Regions from separate parts of the Mus musculus genome. Here region 1 is linked to region 2. Evidence: chromatin contacts called from public HiChIP or PLAC-seq data. All regions are on one chromosome and are shown on one strand. The core of a region is the stretch at or near the end of the contact, and the rest is flanking DNA. Distances in the headings are between cores, read along the strand shown. Region 1 overlaps Tnpo1 (transportin 1). Region 2 holds the start of Fcho2 (FCH domain only 2).

Region 1 (5,868 bases), core at 1,505-4,004, 81 kb after region 2:
ATTCAGGGTTAGAGACAAAAGCAGGCAGATCTTCTGAGTTCTAGGCCAGACTTATCTACAGAGCTAGTTCCTGGATAGCCAGGGTTACACAGGAAAACCCTCTCTCTAAATCTAATTTGATCAAACAATGATAATAAGTGCTTCCCAATACCTGAACCTGATTAAAGTTATCTGTAAAAAAAGCCTCTCAAAAATATTTGACTGAGAATTGTTACTTTGAACTTCTGTATCACCTTTAAGAACTGTGGCAAAGCAAGGCATGGTGACGAGGCATGATGACACATGCCTGCATTCCCAGCATGCAGATGATTATTAGTCAAGAGGATCAACTTCAAATAGCCTTGGCTATAGCGCTAGAACCTGCCATCAAACTGGAAAGCACACTACTCAACTATAAACAGGTAACGGCTACACTTGGCCATTCTTAGTGCACAGTTTAGCAGCATCGAGAGCTTTTTCTTATGACTGTGCAACCATCACCACAATTGTCTCCAACACTGACCATGGGTTAATAACAATTCAAATCTCAGAGTAGACAGGACCATTTCAAAGTCACTAGAGTTGGGCGGTGGTGGCGCACGCCTTTAATCCTAGCACTGGGAGCAGAGGCAGGCAGATTTATGAGTTCGAGGCCAGCCTGGTCTACAAAGTGAGTTCTAGGACAGCCAGGGCTACAAAGAGAAACCCTGTCTCAAAAAAACAAAACAAAACAAAAAACAAACAAAAATATCAAAGTCATTAGATATAACAATAACCAAAGCATGTCAGCTTTATACCAGGTAGAAACCATTTCTTTTTGTTTGTTTGTTTGTCTGTTTGTTTTTTTCGAGACAGGGTTTCTCTGTATAGTCCTGGCTGGCCTGGAACTCACTTTGTAGACCAGGCTGGCCTCGAACTCAGAAATCCTCCTGTCTCTGCCTCCCGAGTGCTGGGATTAAAGGCGTGCACCACCACGCCACACCATTTCTTTAAAGAACATTAATGTTAATTAAATTGAATATCAAAAGAAATAAATATTTTCTTCTAATATTTAAACAATTACTAGCTGACATACTTTTTATAGTTGAACACATAGAGCTAAATATCTCAAAAAAACCAACAACAAACAAGTAACACTCAATGGTAAGTTAAAACCCAGAAGACAGTTCTTGGAGAGCTAACTAGAGGGGCTGGAGAGGTGGCTCGGTGTGTAAGAACAGTTGCTATGGTTACACAGGACCAATTCCCAGTACCCACATAGCTGCTCACAACCATCTGTAAATCCAAATCCTACACACCCTTTTCTGGCTTCTCTGGGCTCCAGCAACATGATCGGCAGACATAGGTGCAGGCAAAACACCCATGTAAGTAAAATTAAAATAAGTAAAACTAGTACATAGATATGGCACTGGAATAAAAAGCTAATAAAAAGCAAAAGACTTAAGTTGTTCTGATACTTCCCCCAGAAGACAAAAACCAAAGTCAGCCCTAAATTCTTAAACTCACATACAAATTTCCAATGATTTTGAAAACAGTAAAACTACCCATCTTCTTCCCCACGGGGACGGGGACGGGGACGGGGACGGGGGCAGGACCAAGCAAGACTAATCCATGGTGTAAAGGTACTTGCAGCAACTTGCACTGTCCCTGCCGGTTCCTCAGACTTATCTCTGACCTCCATAGGTGCACTATGTCATGCCTCCCCGACACCACACACACACACACACACACACACACACACACACACATACACACACACACACACACACACCCTAGAAGCAAGCAGATCTATGAGTTAGACAGAAGGCCAGTCTGATTTGCAGAGTGAATTCCAGGCCAGCCAAGGCTGCATTATGAGACTGTCTCAAAATTGATTAATTAATCTGGGGGATAAGATGTGAAAACGTACATAAGAAAATCAATCCCTCTGACCCTTCAACTCCCAACTACTATATGGCAATATATCAACTCTAAATTAGATTATAGATACCGAGCAAGGAGTACGAATGATCTGAAAAAAGAGTTATAAGAGTTAACCCAGCCGGTTAACGTCTTTAATCCCAGCACTCAGGAGGCAGACACAGGCGGATTACTGAGTTCGAGGCCAGCCTGGTCTACAGAGTAAGTTCCAGGACTGCCAGGGCTATACAGAGAAACCCTGTCTCAAAAAACCAAAAAAAAAAACCAAAAAAAAAAAAAAAAAAAAAAGAGTTAACCCAGGGGCTGGAAAGATGGTTTAGTGGTTAAGGGCACCAGCTGCTCTTCCAAAGGATTCAGGTTCCATTCCCAGCACCCACAGCCCTCGACTGCCTGCTACTCCAGTTCCAGGGAAATCTGGCAATGTCTCCTGCTCCACGGGCACCTGTTGTTTGTGGTGCTGCACAGATGGATATACATCAAGGCAAAACCCCAACACACACCTTTAATAATCCCAGCACTGAGAAGACAGTTAGTTGCAGGCAGATCTCAAAGCCAGCCTAGTCTACACTGAGTTTTAGGACTGCTATAAGAGCACGGAGCTGGTCTTCTAGAGGACCAAGACTGGAACCTCAGTACCCACATCTCGAGCTTGGTAATAAGCACTGGCGAGGCCAAATGCAAGTGAACCACAGTTCTTACTTAGTGAGAGCCAGATGCAGTGTCTACTGAGGAGTGGTGAGAAAAGACAAACATACTCAGCTAGGAGAGACAAAACATGCTTCCCTCATCTGCTTCAATGCTCTTCCCCCATTTCACTCAAAGGCAAACAACTATTAGCCACAGGCATGTTGCATCACTGTGAATTGATAGATGTTGCCATCAGTGTCAGGACCTCCCCAAAGGTAAATACGTGTGGTAGTGTCCAGAGGAGATAAGGTGTGCCCATCCTGCAGCAACACTGCAGTGTATAACCAGAAAACTGTGAGTGTGCAAAATAACCTTGCCAAAAGTTCTATGTATATATATAAACAAAGTTAGGCTCTTAGCTCTGAAAACTGTAAGCACACTTTTTGTTTGACCAATGAGACACTGTAGTGGAGCATTCACACGTCATACAGGCAAGGCTTAGGACCGCTTCCGGCTTCCTAGTGGTTGGTTAACCCCAGTTTGTCTTACCCTAGAAATGAAAGAGTTCCTCTCAGTCAGGAATCACTCCTCCTCAGCACATTGCCTCAGCCGAGGAAGGTGCGATAACAACTAAGACAGCAGAGCACTGATCAGTTAGGAGGCCAGGAGAGAGCTCCCTTGAAGAACTGACTTTTCAGCTTAGATGAACAGATCGAAAGCAAATGTGAGGAAGCCTGAGATGGGCTGGGAGTGCCTTGAAGACGCAGAGGCTAGTAACTGGACAGGTTGGGAAGGCACCAAAGGCACCATCCCTTAAAATTAGAAGGCATAATCTCCCCCTCCGGAGGAGAACTGAGTACAAGACATGTCCACGTTCTGCTCCAGACTTCAACACTGTCAAGCCACAGTGACGCAGGAGCCACTGGAAACTTAACTGTTCCAGCTTCATCTAAAGTAGAGCTCCAGCCTCCGGAGACAGGTGCTGTGCTTCTCAGACACACACAGCTCAAAGTTCTGGTCCTTACATTGTAAAAGGTTTAAATACTGTACTACATATGATGGGCATGGTGCTGCTGGTCTTCATTCCCAGCACTAAAGAAGCAGAGGCAGAGAGGCAGAGGCAGAGGCAGAGGCAGAGTCTGGTCTACACAGTGAGTTCAAAGCCAGACAAGGCTGCATGGCAAGACCCTATCTAAAACAACAACAAACCCAATGCATTGCTATGTCAATAGTAGAGGCTGCTAATATCTTCTGAGGCAAGCAGTCTTCTAGAGCACGACATATGATCACTAATTTAATCTCACAACTCTGACTTGGTATTGACAGTAACCACATGCAACGGAGAAGCAAATTGAATCCTAGGGAAGTTACTCGGCGTCTCCTCAGCAAGTCCAAGCTGAGACTAGGACTCAAGCCAAGCTAGGCTGGCTTTAGCGTGCATTCTTACCAGAGTGGTGGTGCTGGAACACAGTACTGAGGGGCAGGGAGATCACAAATTCAGGACTTTGTCTCAAAACACCAAACAAACAACAACAAAATAAAGTCTTCTCTGGTATCAAACCAGGGTCCAGGACCCTGATATGTTGCCTTTCCAACAGAAATATCAAGCTGTAACCTGGGAAACTAATAAAAACACACATACAAAAAATACTGGATTCTTCTGAGGTAAAAAAGTAAAGCCAGTCTTTATTATTGTAAAAATCCTAACATCTGAAAAGTCACTATATAGCCTGATAGTTAAAAATGAGATATTTTGGCAACACTATATCTAAATCACTAAGTCCTCTTTTTGTATACATATCTTACCTTACCTTAACAAGCAAAGCTTAAGAATTGTGCTGAATAATTTAAAGAATAAAAAATTTGAGACAGACTTTCATAGTAAATATTTCTTTTTTTTTTTTTTTTTTTAAAGATTTATTTATTTATTATATGTAAGTACACTGTAGCTGTCTTCAGACACTCCAGAAGAGGGAGTCAGATCTTGTTACGGATGGTTGTGAGCCACCATGTGGTTGCTGGGATTTGAACTCTGGACCTTCGGAAGAGCAGTCGGATGCTCTAACCCACTGAGCCATCTCACCAGCCCGTAAATATTTCTTTATTAGAAGAAGAAAAAAAGCTATGATGAGCAAAGAAAGGGGAAAACAGATTTCCATGGGTCAAGAAAAGAGCGTTCATAGGGGAGGGGGGCGAGGGAAGGCGAGGAAAGGAGGGGAGGGGGCAGTGAGGGGGGGAGCATTGTGTGAGGCAAAACTATAGAGTTGAACCTATAGTTCCTAGTTCAGGAAGCAAGTTCCAGTAGAACAGAAGGCAACAAAACAGCAGTGCTGTTGGTGGGGCGTGGCGGGGAGCAGGGACTGAACCCAGGGCTCCGTGCATCCTAGGAAAGTACTGTACCACTGGGAAGTGAGACAAGTATATCTAACATGGTACCAGGCATGTGAGCTTGAAAAGGCTCTGGATTGATTGACTGCTTAGAGTAAGTGCTTCAATTAGCCACTTGGAAGAAATAGGTTAAAAAGCTAAGTTTTTAGTTTTCCAGCATTACAAACTTATTGCAGCCAATAAGGGATAGAAGATAGACAGGGTTGAGAGAAAACAGAAAAATGAGAACCAAGGAAATTTTAAAAAAATGTGTTCTTAGCATGTACAAAGACCTTTGACAAATATGCTGTTAAAATGCAAAAGTATCCACAGTAATATAAAAAGGTGTGGTTTCTTAGTGACTGAGTGATACAGGAGAAAGGCTTGACTCCAGAATTCAACCCAATCTATAACCAGGTACCTTTTACACTTCGGTTCATTAACATTTACAACAGTGCAATGAGGCAGGTATCAATCCACCACCAACAGGCACAAGTTGGGAGTGGTATCCAGCTTATATGTTCAGCGTACATGTGGCAGAGGAGCTATTCAACATCAATGAATAATCCCCAAATCTGTACAGAGCTAAGTAATAACAGGTTTTATACTGCTGTTTAAATGCAAGATCTCATTTAATTCTATGCACATATACTATTATTACCTCTACTTTCCAAAAGGGGAAGGCACCTAAAAGAAGGAAAGCAATATGCCAACAGTCACCAAGAGTGAAAACAAAAAGCCAGGATTGTAACCCAGGTCTGCCTGGTTAGGGCCAACACATTCTCTCACCCTAGACTACTCTCCATCATTCCACACACATGACAGCTAGTCACAGAACATCATATGTAGCACCAAGAACTCAGCACCCTCTTCAATCTACTGTCTCCAGTTTGATCACTTTGGGGTATGGTAACTGAACCCCGTTTTTTAGAGCTCCTTGGAGTGGGGGTGCAGGAGCACTCATGTTTGTGAGGC
Region 2 (6,185 bases), core at 2,439-4,938:
ATACATTCATGGTGAAGTGATATTTTAAAAAAGTGTCACCAAAACTCAATGAAGAAAGACCCTTTAAAAAAAAGAAACTGGGCCGGGCAGTGGTGACACATGCCTTTAATTCCAGCACTTGTGAGGCAGAGGCAGGCAGATTTCTGAGTTCGAGGCCAGCCTGGTCTACAGAGTGAGTTCCAGGACAGCCAGGGCTACACAGAGAAACCCTGTCTCAAAAAACCAAAAACCAAAAAAAAAAAAAAAAAAAAAGAAAGAAAAAGAAAAAGAAAGAAAGAAACTGGCGGGGGCTGGAGAGATTGCTCAGTAGTTAGGAGCGCCAACTAATCTTCCAAAGGTCGTGAGTTCAAATCCCAGCAACCACATGGTGGCTCACAACCATCCGTAATGAGATCTGATGCCCTCTCCTGGGCATTGTACTTACATATAATAAATAAATAAATAAATAAATAAATAAATAAATAAATAAATAAATCAAAGAAAGAAAGAGAGAGAGAGAGAGAGAGAGAGAGAAAGAAAAGAAAAGAAAAGAAAAGAAAAGAAAAGAAAAGAAAAGAAAAGAAAAGAAAAGAAAAGAAAAGAAACGGGCCATGCACTTGCAAAGAAGGAAGCAGTCCCTTTCTTTGACACACAGGATTATGTTCAGATAGATGACAGAAGGAAGCAGATGAACTAAAACTGTGAAGTCTTCTAAGAAAACAGAAGTACATCAGGTTAGCTAGCACAAGCCTCAGGACAACAAAAGCAGTGGTGACAGAAGAGTGGGGAGTTGGACTTCAAGATGCTATCCAATTACAAACTGGACTTCAAAAGACGTTGTCAATAAAAAGGCAGTCTTCTGGAGGGAGACATTATCTCCACACCGTGTATCTGTGCATCTACTAAAGTCGCTTCAATGTCCATCAGGTGGTCATGGAGCTCCTCTGGTTTCCTGCTCCCTCCATGCCTGCCTAATAGGCAAGCACTATGGGTTCTGGCAGTCGTGTTACACAGAGAATTCTCTAAACAGGTACAAAACCTCATCTGATGTCTGAACAGGAGTGGAGGAGCCTTGGTGTTCAACAGAGTCTAGGACGGGTTCAGTACACCACTCAGGAGTCAAAACTGCACATTCTCTTTAGACACCTTTTCCAACACACACACACATCTAATGTCATCTAATCTTTTTCAAATTTAATGTTTATGTGTATATAAGGTAGTATTCAGTGAATACTTGAAAAACACACAAATCTTTCACTCTTATCAACAAGTGCTCAGTTAAATACAACTGCAAGTAGGTTCTTTTAAGTTACTGAAAACAAATTTTCTTGTAGTTTTCTTTTCTTAATACAAGTGCATGTTTTATTTTACCTGTTACTTTTAGTAAATAAAGTTTGTATGTTGCAGGGAGGGAAGGAGGGAGGGAAGGTATACCGGTATATGTATCTAAAGGTCTGGCATGGTGTGCCTGGGAAGCAGAAGCAGGCAATCTGAGTTAAAAACAACCTGGTCTACACAGTGTGCTCCAGGACAGCCAGGGCTATGTAAATAGACCCTATCTCAAAAAAAAAAAAAAAAAAAAAAAAGTTAGGGCTAATAGAAATGACACACACCGGTATTCCCAGCAGTCTGTAGGCAGAGACAGGAGGATCAGAAGGCCAGGAAACTGCCTTTAAATAAGTGTGAGGGCACAAGGTTTGGGAGGATTATTCAGACTATGAAAAGGATTCAATAACAAAAAGGCAATAAAAATAATCAAATTTTAAAACTGACAATGGGTCTACAGTTTTCCAAAGAAAAATACTTAAAATGGGGAAAAAAATGTTTGACACCATTAGCCACAGAAAAATGCAAATCAAGAGCACAAGCTGCTACTTCATGTCCACCTCATAGTAACAAAAGATAGCAAGTGTTAGTGAGTGTACATCTACTCTGAGACACTGCAGAGCACGGTGCAATGCTGTAGCCACTCTGAGGAACAGTCTAGCAGTTGACTGAAAGAGTACTCCATCTGCTTCTTGGCCCTTTGGCTAACCATGTGCAAATATAGAGTTAAACACGTGATCCAGTAAATTCCATTCTACAAAGAAAAACACATGCTCTGACACACTTGTATAAAGTGTTCATTGCAATATTACTCATAATAAAAGAGACGTTGCGATGGGTACCAAATATCCATCACCAATGAATAGATAAGTAAAAAAGGGAATGGAATATTATTTGATCATAAAAAGGAATGAAATAGTAATATGTATTATCTCGTGGATTACCTTTGAAAATACTATGGTAAGTGAAATAGTCATCAGAGAGCCGGGTCCAGAAAGGACGGAACTGTAGAAGCAGATCGGTTGCCTAGGGACCGAGACAAGGGGCAAACTGGGAATGACTCCTAACCGGTAAGGGATTTTTTCTGAGGTTATGAAATTGTTCTAAAATTGACTGTGGTGATGTTTGCAAAAAAACAATGAGGAACTCTTCACAGTATACACTTTAAGTGCATGCATAAAACCGCTCTTTAAAAACACCACCGAGTACAGATGATTGCGAAAAGCGAATTAACATTCAAAACAAATAACCATGAACTGATTGTATTCAAGCCCGTGCTTGAGACTGAATTAAGAATCTCAGCTAGCAGTAGCTGGCATGACTGAAAGCTGACTCCTTTCAACACCTTACCTAAATGAAAGTGGTGCCGTATTTGCAACTGTCGGGCCACGAAAACCCAAGTTCGGCCAAGATACCTGAGTAAACACGTAACTTTCCTGTTCATGGCAGAAGCGTACTTGCCACGATCGGCTAACAGCAACTGCACGAAATCACACGGCGAGGAGACTAGAGGGGTGTGGGGAGCCCGAGGAAGGTCCACGAAACCCAACTTCCACGGGCTTTGTGAGCAGGCCTGAAGGCAAAGTCCTGGGCGCAGCCCCCACCAGCCCAGCCGCGCGGCCAAGAGGAAGTGCCGAGCCCGCTCGGCCCTGCACGGACTCTGCGTGGGGTCCCGGGCCTGCGCCGCGGGAAGCCGACCAGCCGGGTGCCCGGCTCCCCGCGCCGGACGCCGCGCACGCACGCCCCGTCGGCGCTTTGTCCCCGCCCGGCGCCGCCGGCCCTCTGGAGTCCCCGCCGAGACTCCCGGGCCGCGCTGCCAGCCCGGGCGCCGCGCGCAGTGGCCAACCCGGAGGAGGCGGGTGGCCGGAGAGCCGTGGCCCGCGGGAGCTCGGCCGGGCAACCCCGGGGCCGTGGACTCTCGCTCGGCCGCCCGAGGAGCCGCCGCCCGCCGCGCACGCAGGCCGCGGGGAGAAACCGAAGCCCGCGGCGTCCCCAACACCCTCCGCTCACCCAGAAATTCTCCACGAAATGCGCCATGACCATCTTGCCGCCGCCGCCGCCGCCGCCGCCGCCGCGCCGGGTTCCGCGTCCGCACCCGCCCGCCGCTGTGTAAACACGGACCGGCCCCTACGGCGCCCCCGCCTCTCGCCGCCGCCGCCTTCTTCCCAGAGACCGCCCGCGCCCTCTAGGGCGCATGCGCCACCTAGCGGCAGGCGCGGCCGCCGCCACCACGGGGCGAGAGCCTGACTGTCGCTCCCGAGTGCGCGTGCGCGCAGCCTGTCCGGGTCCGAGCGTTCGCAAGGAATGGTACAGAGCTTAGTCTGCGCGAGCCTCCGGGGCTGGCGGGAGTCGAGCTACCCGCAGGCCCGGGGGGCGGAGCTAATAGGGCCACGCCCCCTCGCGTCCAGCGTCCTGGCCTTCTAGGATCTCCAGCAGTCCCAGGTCCTGGCAGACTGGGACTAAGGAAACTTGGCAGCCGGCCACCCCAAGGAGACTGGGAAACCTTTGGTCAACAGGGAGCCTCTCCTTGACTGGGAAGTAAGATCCAAAACAAAACTGTCCAAGGCCGGAAAGGGAGGGAACGCCCAGTGTCGCCTGCAAGACTCAGGCAGTGCAGTCGGTCACAAGGGAGCCAGCCGGCCTGGACCGCCTGCCGAGAGCAGGCGTGACCCGAAACGCGACTCTTCCAGGCCTGTTCACAAAGCCCATGGTGGTAATCTTACCAGTTTGTACACCCAGGAGGAAAGGACACAAGTTTTAACATGCTTCGGCCTGATGGGGAAAAGAAATCCCTCGCCATGCCTTTCTTTCCAAAAGTTTAAAAAACTTTAGAGGTCCCAAGTTCATTAAGCTAAGTCAAAGATCTGCAAGTTGGAAGTCAAGCTCCAGAGATGATTTAGTGTAGTTTTAACTACAGTATGAACACCGCACGTCCTAAGATCGTTTTCAAACATGGACAATGTAGCACTTTCTTCAAAGGAAATTATTTGCCTCCCCAAACGATGTATGTAAACACTTTTCATGTATCTTTTATATAGTCGATAGCAAAAGATAACCAGACAAAGGTTGTGCCTTTATAAGAATATCTTTCAGAAATATTCACGTAAAGCTAAGACATCTAGCATCTGCTCAGGAGTATTTGGTGGAAGCAGGGCAGAAGACTAGGGTATAGGAGGAACAAGATTGGCCATACAAGTAGTTGAATGATGGAAAGATGCTATTTCCATATACTATTTTAAAAGGTCTATGTGTATGAGTGATTTGCCTGCATGTTAGGTATGAATTCCATGTGTGTGCCTAGTGCCCAATAAGACCAGAAGAGCGTGTGGGATCCTCTGAAACTGAAGATACAGAAAGTTGTGAATCACCATGTGGACTTTGGAATTGAATCAGGGTCCTCTCCAAGAGCATTAATACTCATAACCACTGAGCAATCTCTCCTTTGTTTGTTTGTTTTTGTTTTTCTTGTATATGTTAACTCTTCCATTTAAAATAAATATTTGCTTTTGTTTTGTAAACCATCAGCCCAGTTATGCTATCCTTGGTGCTTAAGATAGAAGAAAATTCTAACAAAAGGAGTAAGAAAGCTCACCCTGCAAAAGCGGCTGGTACTGGATTCCTAATATCACCAGGCTTAGTGCGAGAGAGGATCCCCGAGTTTCCTTTTTTTACTGAGACCCGCCAACATGGGCCGAGTTCACACCAAGACTGTGAAGAAGGCGGCCCAGGTCATCATCGAGAAGTACTACACACACCTGGGTAATGGCTTCCACAGTAACAAGCGCCTGTGGGAGGAGACCTCCATTATCCCCAGCTAGAAACTTCGGAACAAGATAGCTGGCTATGTGACCCATCTGATGAAGTAGATTCAGAGAGGTCCTATGAGAGGCATCTCTATCAAGCTGCAGAGCGAGAGAGAGAGAGAGAGAGAGAGAGAGAGAGAGAGAGGGAGAGGGAGAGGGAGAGGGAGAGGGAGAGGGAGAGGGAGAGGGAGAGGGAGAGGGAGAGGGAGAGGGAGAGGGAGAGAGAGAGAGAGAGAGGAGAATTATGTTCCTGAGGTCTCAGCCCTAGATCAAGAGATCACTGAGGTGGATCCTGACACCAAGGAGATGCCGAAGCTTCTGGACTTGGCAGTCTCTCTAACCTTCAGGTCACTCAGCCTACAGTTGCGATGAATTTCAAACACCAATTGGAGCTGTTGTAATAAACCTGAAAACAAAACAAAACAAAACAAAACAAACAAAAAAAAAGAAAGAAAGGATCCTGAAATTCTAGGCGTTAAATGACCATATCTCTGTGTGTGTCTATCTCTCTGTCTGTCTGTCTCTCTCTCTCTTACACACACACACACACACACACACACACACACACACTCACACACACTTCCTCTAAAAAGAAAAGCTACGGGCTGGAGAGATGGCTCAGTGGTTAAGAGCACTGACTGTTCTTCTAGAGGTCATGAATTCAATTCCCAGCAATTACATGGTGGCTCACAACCATCTGTAATGAGATCTGATGCCCTCTTCTGGTGTGTCTGAAGATAGCTACAATATAATCATATACATGAAATAAATAAATATATATTTTAAAAAGGGAAAGCTACACAGGTGACTCTGTTAATCATGATCTAATATTAAGCCCTGACCCCCTAACCATAAATCTCCTCTCCCATGACCAATGCTATTCAGGTCCCAACAAAACCCGTTAATATCTTTTCCTCTGTATCCTCGTGGTAAAAGGTAAACTGTGAATGGCAGTAAAAATCTGTTAGAGGAGGTGTGGAATGGCTGCCCCATCAGAAGCAGGCAGCTTTGGAGTTGAGGCAAATTTGAGGCACTGAAGTGCTTATTACAGAGGGAGGTTAACTTGTCAAGTCCTTC

What was found. HiChIP or PLAC-seq counts read pairs in DNA pulled down with a chosen protein or histone mark.
Region 1: a contact with region 2 is called in an H3K27ac HiChIP or PLAC-seq map of extraembryonic endoderm stem cells. The contact joins the enhancer-like site here to the promoter of Fcho2 in region 2. A contact is called at or near these places in 5 of 484 Hi-C or Micro-C datasets (CD4 T cells, CD8 T cells and embryonic stem cells), 6 of 115 datasets of contacts at active chromatin or transcription factors (the SCID.adh cell line, effector CD8 T cells, embryonic stem cells and 2 more) and 2 of 9 other capture datasets (adipose tissue and liver).

Annotation. Positions count from the first base shown.
Region 1 is chr13:98,893,852-98,899,719 of GRCm38.p6, forward strand. All of the region lies in intron 1 of Tnpo1 (transportin 1), which reads right to left. Among named protein-coding and RNA genes, the nearest start is that of Gm52051, 28 kb to the right of the region's middle. Within about 2 kb of position 2,755, at least 98 of the 459 cell types and tissues checked have an H3K27ac peak or open chromatin away from gene starts, as enhancers often do. A contact at or near this core is called in CD8 T cells, the SCID.adh cell line, effector CD8 T cells and 3 more, where this site is marked.
Region 2 is chr13:98,811,761-98,817,945 of GRCm38.p6, forward strand. It overlaps Fcho2 (FCH domain only 2), which reads right to left and starts at 3,689. Exons shown (of 26, transcript NM_172591.3): 1 at 3,316-3,689. The coding sequence starts at 3,348. Gm34995 (a long non-coding RNA gene) reads left to right here and starts at 4,221. Exons shown (of 3, transcript XR_382806.4): 1 at 4,221-4,309. It also overlaps the pseudogene Gm18134.